2 separate regions of the Mus musculus genome follow, and region 1 is linked to region 2. Evidence: chromatin contacts called from public HiChIP or PLAC-seq data. All regions are on one chromosome and are shown on one strand. The core of a region is the stretch at or near the end of the contact, and the rest is flanking DNA. Distances in the headings are between cores, read along the strand shown. Region 1 overlaps Tsc22d1 (TSC22 domain family, member 1). Region 2 has its middle 16 kb from the start of Snora31.

Region 1 (3,287 bases), core at 313-2,812, 630 kb after region 2:
GCAGCTCAAGGAGCAAGAGAAGCAGTGGTTCCATGCATTGGTTGCTGCGGATTTTCATGCTGCTGCTTCATTTGCCATGGCTTTGTCATGGGCTCCCTGAGTGTCTGAGGTGTCCGTCCTTAGCTCTTCTGTGTGAAAGCTCTTCTGTGGTGGACTCACTCCATTCCAGGACCGCCCCAAACTCGCTTCTCAAGGAGTTCTTTCCTGAAGATTAACTCCATATTAACTCTGACCTCACTCCTCGGCTCCAGGCTTTGTCCCCTCCGTGCTTACACTGTGTGTGTCTCTCTCTCATGCACACGCACACACACCCATACACATACACCCATACACACCTATACACACACACACACATATATATACATACATATATATATATACACACACATGCACGCACACACATACACACACATATGCACATACACAGACACGCATGCACACATGTACACACATGCACACACATATATATGTACACACACACTTGTATCAGGCTTACTTTTCAGTGTGAGGCCTGTCAGCACAGGATCCTGCCTGTTTTGTTCCTATTGAGTTGTGAGGAGTCTCGCCCCTCTTCCCCACAGAGGAGAACCATCAGGAGCCTGGACCCCGAGCTGGGCTTGACTCTAGTGCTTCCTTGTCTTCTCAGCAGGTTGTGCCAGCTAGCCCTCAGGAGGCGAGAACAGAGGCCAGAGGCTCACTGTGCTCTCTGTAGCCACTGGTTGTGACAGTGTGTGTCTGACCAGGCTGACCGGCTACTCTTTAGTGGGCTCGCACAGGACACATTTGGTGGCTTCCTGAGGAACATTTGGGCCACTTGGCATTGTTATTTGAGTTGTCCCTTTCTTCCTTGTCGTCCTCTGTGAGGTCATCTCTGTCACTTTGGTCATTCAAGAGACTACTGTTGTATGCTAGGATCTAGAAAACATAGCTTACACCACGCCACCTTCTGTTGTGTCCACCAGACCCATAGAAAGCTCACGTCTCTGCCTAATGGCCGCCCTTGATGACCTGTGCCCCCGCTCCACTTCTCTTTCCCATGCACAGCCCTGAGGTGGTTACAGCCAGTCCTATGGATAGTTTTGCCATCTCTCAACTATAAACATTTCTCTTAGGCCCACTCTCTCCTGAGTTCCAGACCATATTTCCCCCTGGCTGCTGGGTCCAACCAGTCACCATCCTTTTTCCCCAAACCAACTATCTCTCTCACCAGCCAGCCGTAGAATCTGATTGGTTAATGACCGTCACCTTCCGCACATTCCTACCTGGAAAGCTGAGAATCACCTACCTGCTGAACTTGCCTCTGGTCATCACCTCTCTCTCCCTCCCGCGTGGTCTCCCTCTGCCATTCCTACAGGAATCTTGTACATTGGCAGTGACCTTCCTAAATAAAACACACACCCCATTTGACCCCCAGCTACCAGGAATCCCAGTCTCCCTGGAGCCTGCCCGGCCCCAGCCTGTTTTAACCTGTTCCCCATTGCTACTTCTCTGCAACCCCTCCACAAGCTCCACCTCCGACTGCCGCCAGTCAGTTCCAGATTGACATCAAGCCCTGGTGTAGCTGCCTCGTGACCCAGGCATTTGTCTGGTCATTTCCTTCTCTCAGGTGTTCCCCACCCCCATCCCCCCTTGTACCATGTAAATGCCTTGTTTTTCAAGGCCCAGAGGGCATCTTGAGCTCTCAGACCCACCCCCTCCACTTCTTTCTCTGAACGTCATCCTGTGTGTGTATATCCTGTTACATCAGATAGCATACCCTCCTCCTCTGTCTTCCCCTTCACCTGTCCCCAGTCCCTCTGACTCATTTGTCTTTGTAACTTTAGTTCCTGGCCTTTCACAGTTTTTGTTGAATAAGGATGGATAAATGAATGGGAGAGGAGTGCCCAAAGAGAATTTCGAAAATTTTAGCTTGTATCCTTCTGGCCAAAATGTATTATATTAGTCCTTTAAAAAATGTTATCAGTTTTTATTTTTAAAATGTGTGTGTGTGTGTAAGAGAGAGAGAGAGAGAGAGAGAGAGGGAGAGAGAGAGAGAGAGAGACAGAGACAGAGAGAGGAAAGGTACATGTGTGAAAGTCAGAAAGAGACCCACATCTCCCTCTTCATTGGCCTGGGCCCACTCCATTGTTACTTCTCTTTGCCCTCTTGCCCCCTTTCCCTTACTGAGTTGTAACTAGTGAGAATATAACAAGGTTAGCATCACACATAGACGTTGTGTGAGGAGATTAGAGATTAGAGGGTACTGCCTGCTGTGAGCCAGGATCCACAGGAGTACTTGGGTACCACTTGCCACCAGACACACTGCTAATGCCACACAGCCTGCCTTATTTACAAAGTATCGTTCCCTTCCCGCCTCTTGAACTCCCCTGGCCTTTCTCACAGCTCCTGGGGGCTCTCGGAAGGAGGCCCAGGAGGTCACCATTGAACACCTTTCACGGCCATCTCTGCACTGTAATGTGCCAGCCTGGAGCTGCAGTGAGCCTGACTGAGGAGCTAGCTGCCTCGGACATCCCTGGTCAGTCTGCTCTGCATCCTAGCAGAGGGCTGGGAGGGTTGGTCTCCACTGCAGACCAGACCTACACACCCTGCTGCACCAGACTGTAGGCTCTGTGCCACTTTTGGGCAATATACTGATAAGCTGTTTCTGTGCCCATCCTCCAGTTGTGTAGGTAAATTCCGGACACGTATCTTAAGGCGTATCAAAACAAAATTGTCCACAAAGCTTGTTTCCTCTTTAAAATTCTGACTAATTCGTAGTGAAGAGGAAGCCCCCCCACCCCCCCGGGCAGAGCTCCACCACCAGTGTCCAGAGAGGCCATCATAGGGAGTGAGTCAGAGCAGAAGAGCTCACACTGCAGTGAGCTCTCTCACCTGAGTCCGAGCTGTACTAGGCGCTCAGTGGCTGTGGACCACCCTCCAGCTTATCTTTACCTTTGTAAAGAGAACTCTTTCGTTAGTTAAGTTTGTCTACTTTAAGGTCACCGAGACTGACTGATTCTGTGTACATAGAAGAAATGGGCCGATCTGGTCCTCCTGCCTCGTCTCTACTGCTACCTCAGGAATTTCTCGTGAAATGTTAGGCTGCAGTGACTATTTTTAAGGTGTAAGGAGCTCAAATCATGTATTTCCATGGCTGCAGAAAAGTGAAGAGGGAATACTGGTCACTTTTGGTAGGAAATGTGCGTGACAGTCCTGGAATAGAAGCAGGAGAACTTTTCACTTCAGATGTTTCTTACAGAAGTCATTTAGCTTCTAAATCTGGGGTGCCATTTTCATAATCTACCACC
Region 2 (3,362 bases), core at 200-2,699:
CTCTGGCTCATAGTTAAAGGTACAGCCCATCGTGGCAGGGAGGTAAAGACAACAGGAGCTTGGAGCAGCTGCTTACATTACAGCAAATTGACATCAATTCAATCAGGAAGCCGAGAACAACGAAATCCTGCTGATGCCCAGCCGACTTTCTCCAGCATACATTCCAGAATCTCAGCCAGGGGAATGGTGACACCCACAGTGGGCAGGTCTTCCAACTCGGTTAATGTAATCAAGACACCTCCTCCACTGGCATGCCTAGATAATCTGCCTCCCAAGTGATTTTCGGTCCTGTCAAACTAACAATTAACACCAACTGTCACATGGGCCTCACTAACCCATGAGGATCTCCACCACAGCTCCTCCCAGTATGGAGCTGAGATCCTCTGAAACCAGAACCAAAAGGAAATTTGCCCTTCTGTTGTTTCTGTTGCTGAGCATGGTGGTGTACACCTTTAGACCTAGCACCGTGGAAGTATCAGCAGGGGGATCTCTGGTCTACTAAATGAACTCCAAGTCATCCAGACCCTCTCCAAAAAAAAAAAAAAAAAAAAAAAAAAAAGCCTTGGAGAGACAGCGGTTAAGAGCACAGGGCGCTGTTTTCCAGAGGATCCAGGTTCAATTCCCAGCCCCCACATGGCAGCTCATAACTGTCTATAACACTAATTTTGGGGATCTGGATCTGACATCTTCACAGAGAAATGCACACAGGCAAAAAATTAAAAAATTAAAAAAAAATCAGTGCACATATAAACACATAACTCTTTAAAAACAAATTTAAAACAGTCATTTTTATTCTATGCTTTGGTCACAGAAATAACTATGACACAGAGTAATAGCACACACTCTCTCAATCAGACTATTTAGTAGTTTTTGAAGAGACAAAGTCTGATAACATCTCCTAGGCTGGCCCTAACGCCAGGGCTCCAGCTGTTCCAACCTCAGCCTTTATGGTAGCTGGGACCACCCATGTCAGTTATGACCCCTGGGTGGGAATGCTCAGAATTCTAAAAGCCCCTGAGGTCTGCTGCAGTGGGGATTAAAGACATCTCTGTACTGGCAGGAGACGGGACAGAAATAAATTGTTAAATAGCTGCATGGAAAGCAGCCAACACCCTAGGCTTCTGCTTCCTCCCTCCTGCTGCAAACAATGGGAACATTAGAGAAAGCAAAGTCTGGAGACCAGTGACCCCTGACTGACCCCGCACAGGCTGAGCACAGCCTGTGACTCACATCCTCCTGACCAAGGAGCCTTGGATGCCTGTCATGTTAGGTGTGGCTTGACTGCATTTTACACATGTTGTGTTAAATGAAGCAGTATTAATTATTCTATTTTTTATTTTTTTGGTGTTTTGAGACAAGGTCTTGTCATGAGGTCCATGCTAGCCTCAGATTCACTTTGTATCCAAGGGTAACCATGAATCATTTTGCTTCAGTCTCTGGCACGTGCCACACACCCGGCTTGAGGCAATACTATGTATCTTCTGGTAACCTGAGCATGCATTTGCTTTTGGAGGTATTGAGGTTTCTACTCGCACTTCTCTCTCCTCCTTTCTGCGACTGCAGTGTAGGTGTGGTCTGTCCTGTGCCCACACTGATGCTGCTGGACTTGGGGCCCACTTGGGAACTCAAGATGCAGTGTGCCCTGCTCACCTTGCACACCAGACAGTTAGCATCAAATCTGTGCTATAGGGCTGGAGAGGTGGCTCAGCGGTTAAGAGCATCGACTGCTTTTCCCCAGGTCCTGAGTTCAAATCCCAGCAACCACATGGTGGCTCACAACCATCAGTGATGCGATCAGATGCCCTCTTCTGGTGTGCCTGAAGAGAGAGCGACAGTGTACTTACTTTTTTGTTTGTTTGTTTGTTTGTTTTTGAGACAGGGTTTCTCTGTGTAGCCCTGGCTGTCCTGGAACTCATTTTGTAGACCAGGCTGGCCTCGAACTCAGAGTACTTACTTATTATATTAGATAAATAAATCTTTGTTAAAAAAAAAACTATGCTATAGATATTTCCCTTTAAATTTTTTTTGAAATTCCATTTTAGATTCAATAAAATCAAAGGATATTATATTACTTTGATGGAGGTTTCTTTAAAGATTCATTTGTGTGTGTGTGTGTGTGTGTGTGTGTGTGTGTGTGTGCTGAGTGTATGGCATGTCCCAGAAGCCAGAAGAGGGTGGATCCCCTGAAGCTGGAGTGGCAGGCATTAGTGAAGCACAGCAAGTGGGTGATGGGAACGGAATTCTGCTTCTTTGCAAGAGCAACCAATGCACATGACCTCTGACCTTCAACCCCTTTACAGTTTCCATTATGTTAATGTATTTATTTATTCTTTTATTCGTTGACTGTGCACATGGTGTGGCATATGTGTGCAGAGGTCCGAGGACAACTTATAAGGTGATGATGCTACAGGTGCTAGGGATTGAACGTCGACATTAGGCTTAGTAGCAAGCGCCATCACCTTCTGAGACGTCTCACTAGCCCAAGAGCTTTATAAACCATGTTTTTGATTGTTGTTGTTTTGTTTTATTGTAGCTGTCTTCAGACACCTTTTCTTCTTTCTCCAGCCCTGCTCGCTCCAGCCCAAAGATTTATTTATTTATTATATGTAAGTACACTGTGGCTGTCTTCAGACACCCCAGAAGAGGGCATCAGATCTCATTATGGATGGTTGCGAGCCATGTGGTTGCTGGGGTTTGAACTCAGGACGTTCAGAAGAGCAGTCAGTGCTCTTAACTGCTGAGCCATCTCTCCAGCCCTGTAAACCCTGGTTTGTAAGAAGTCATAATTTTTAGATTTTGGAAGAAGACAGGAGGACCTCATGCAATGCAGTGGTGAGGTTTCAGGTTTCTGATGAAAGCCCTACTACTGCTCAGAGCAGGGAGAGATGTTCAGTTAAGAGCACTCAGTGCTAGCAGGAGGCCTGACTGAGTCCCCAGAACTCGCATGTTGGTTTACAACAGCCTGTATCTTTAGTTCTAGGGAAGCAGACATCTGCTATGGTCTCTAAGGACTCCTGCATGAATATGAAACATTTATATTTCCGCAGGCAGACATATAAATGTTTTAAAAAACTGAAGAAGAAGGAGAAAGAAGGAGGAGGAGGAGGAAGAGGAAGAGGAAGAAAAAGAAGAAGAAGAAAGAAGAAGAAGAAGAAGAAGAAGAAGAAGAAGAAGAAAGAAGAAGAAAGAAGAAGAAAGAAGAAGAAGAAGAGGAAGAAGAAGAAGAAGAAGAAGAAGAAGAAGAAGAAGAAGAAGAAGAAGAAGAAGAAGAAGAAGAAGAAGAAGAGGAAGAAGAAGAAGAGGAGTAAGAAAAGAAGAAGGAGGAGGGGGAGGGGGAGGGGGAGGGAGAGGGAGAAGGAGAA

The links. HiChIP or PLAC-seq counts read pairs in DNA pulled down with a chosen protein or histone mark.
Region 1: an H3K27ac HiChIP or PLAC-seq map of embryonic stem cells shows a contact between it and region 2, with 9 times the contacts expected there. The contact joins two enhancer-like sites. A contact is called at or near these places in 1 of 484 Hi-C or Micro-C datasets (the AML12 cell line), 9 of 115 datasets of contacts at active chromatin or transcription factors (astrocytes, embryonic stem cells, microglia and 1 more) and 1 of 9 other capture datasets (embryonic stem cells).

What each region holds. Positions count from the first base shown.
Region 1 is chr14:76,493,674-76,496,960 of GRCm38.p6, forward strand. The region is part of intron 1 of Tsc22d1 (TSC22 domain family, member 1); the gene reads left to right. Among named protein-coding and RNA genes, the nearest start is that of 4930444M15Rik, 26 kb to the right of the region's middle. Within about 2 kb of position 1,563, at least 25 of the 459 cell types and tissues checked have an H3K27ac peak or open chromatin away from gene starts, as enhancers often do. A contact at or near this core is called in embryonic stem cells, where this site is marked.
Region 2 is chr14:75,862,707-75,866,068 of GRCm38.p6, forward strand. No RefSeq gene overlaps it. Among named protein-coding and RNA genes, the nearest start is that of Snora31, 16 kb to the left of the region's middle. Within about 2 kb of position 1,450, at least 225 of the 459 cell types and tissues checked have an H3K27ac peak or open chromatin away from gene starts, as enhancers often do. A contact at or near this core is called in embryonic stem cells, where this site is marked.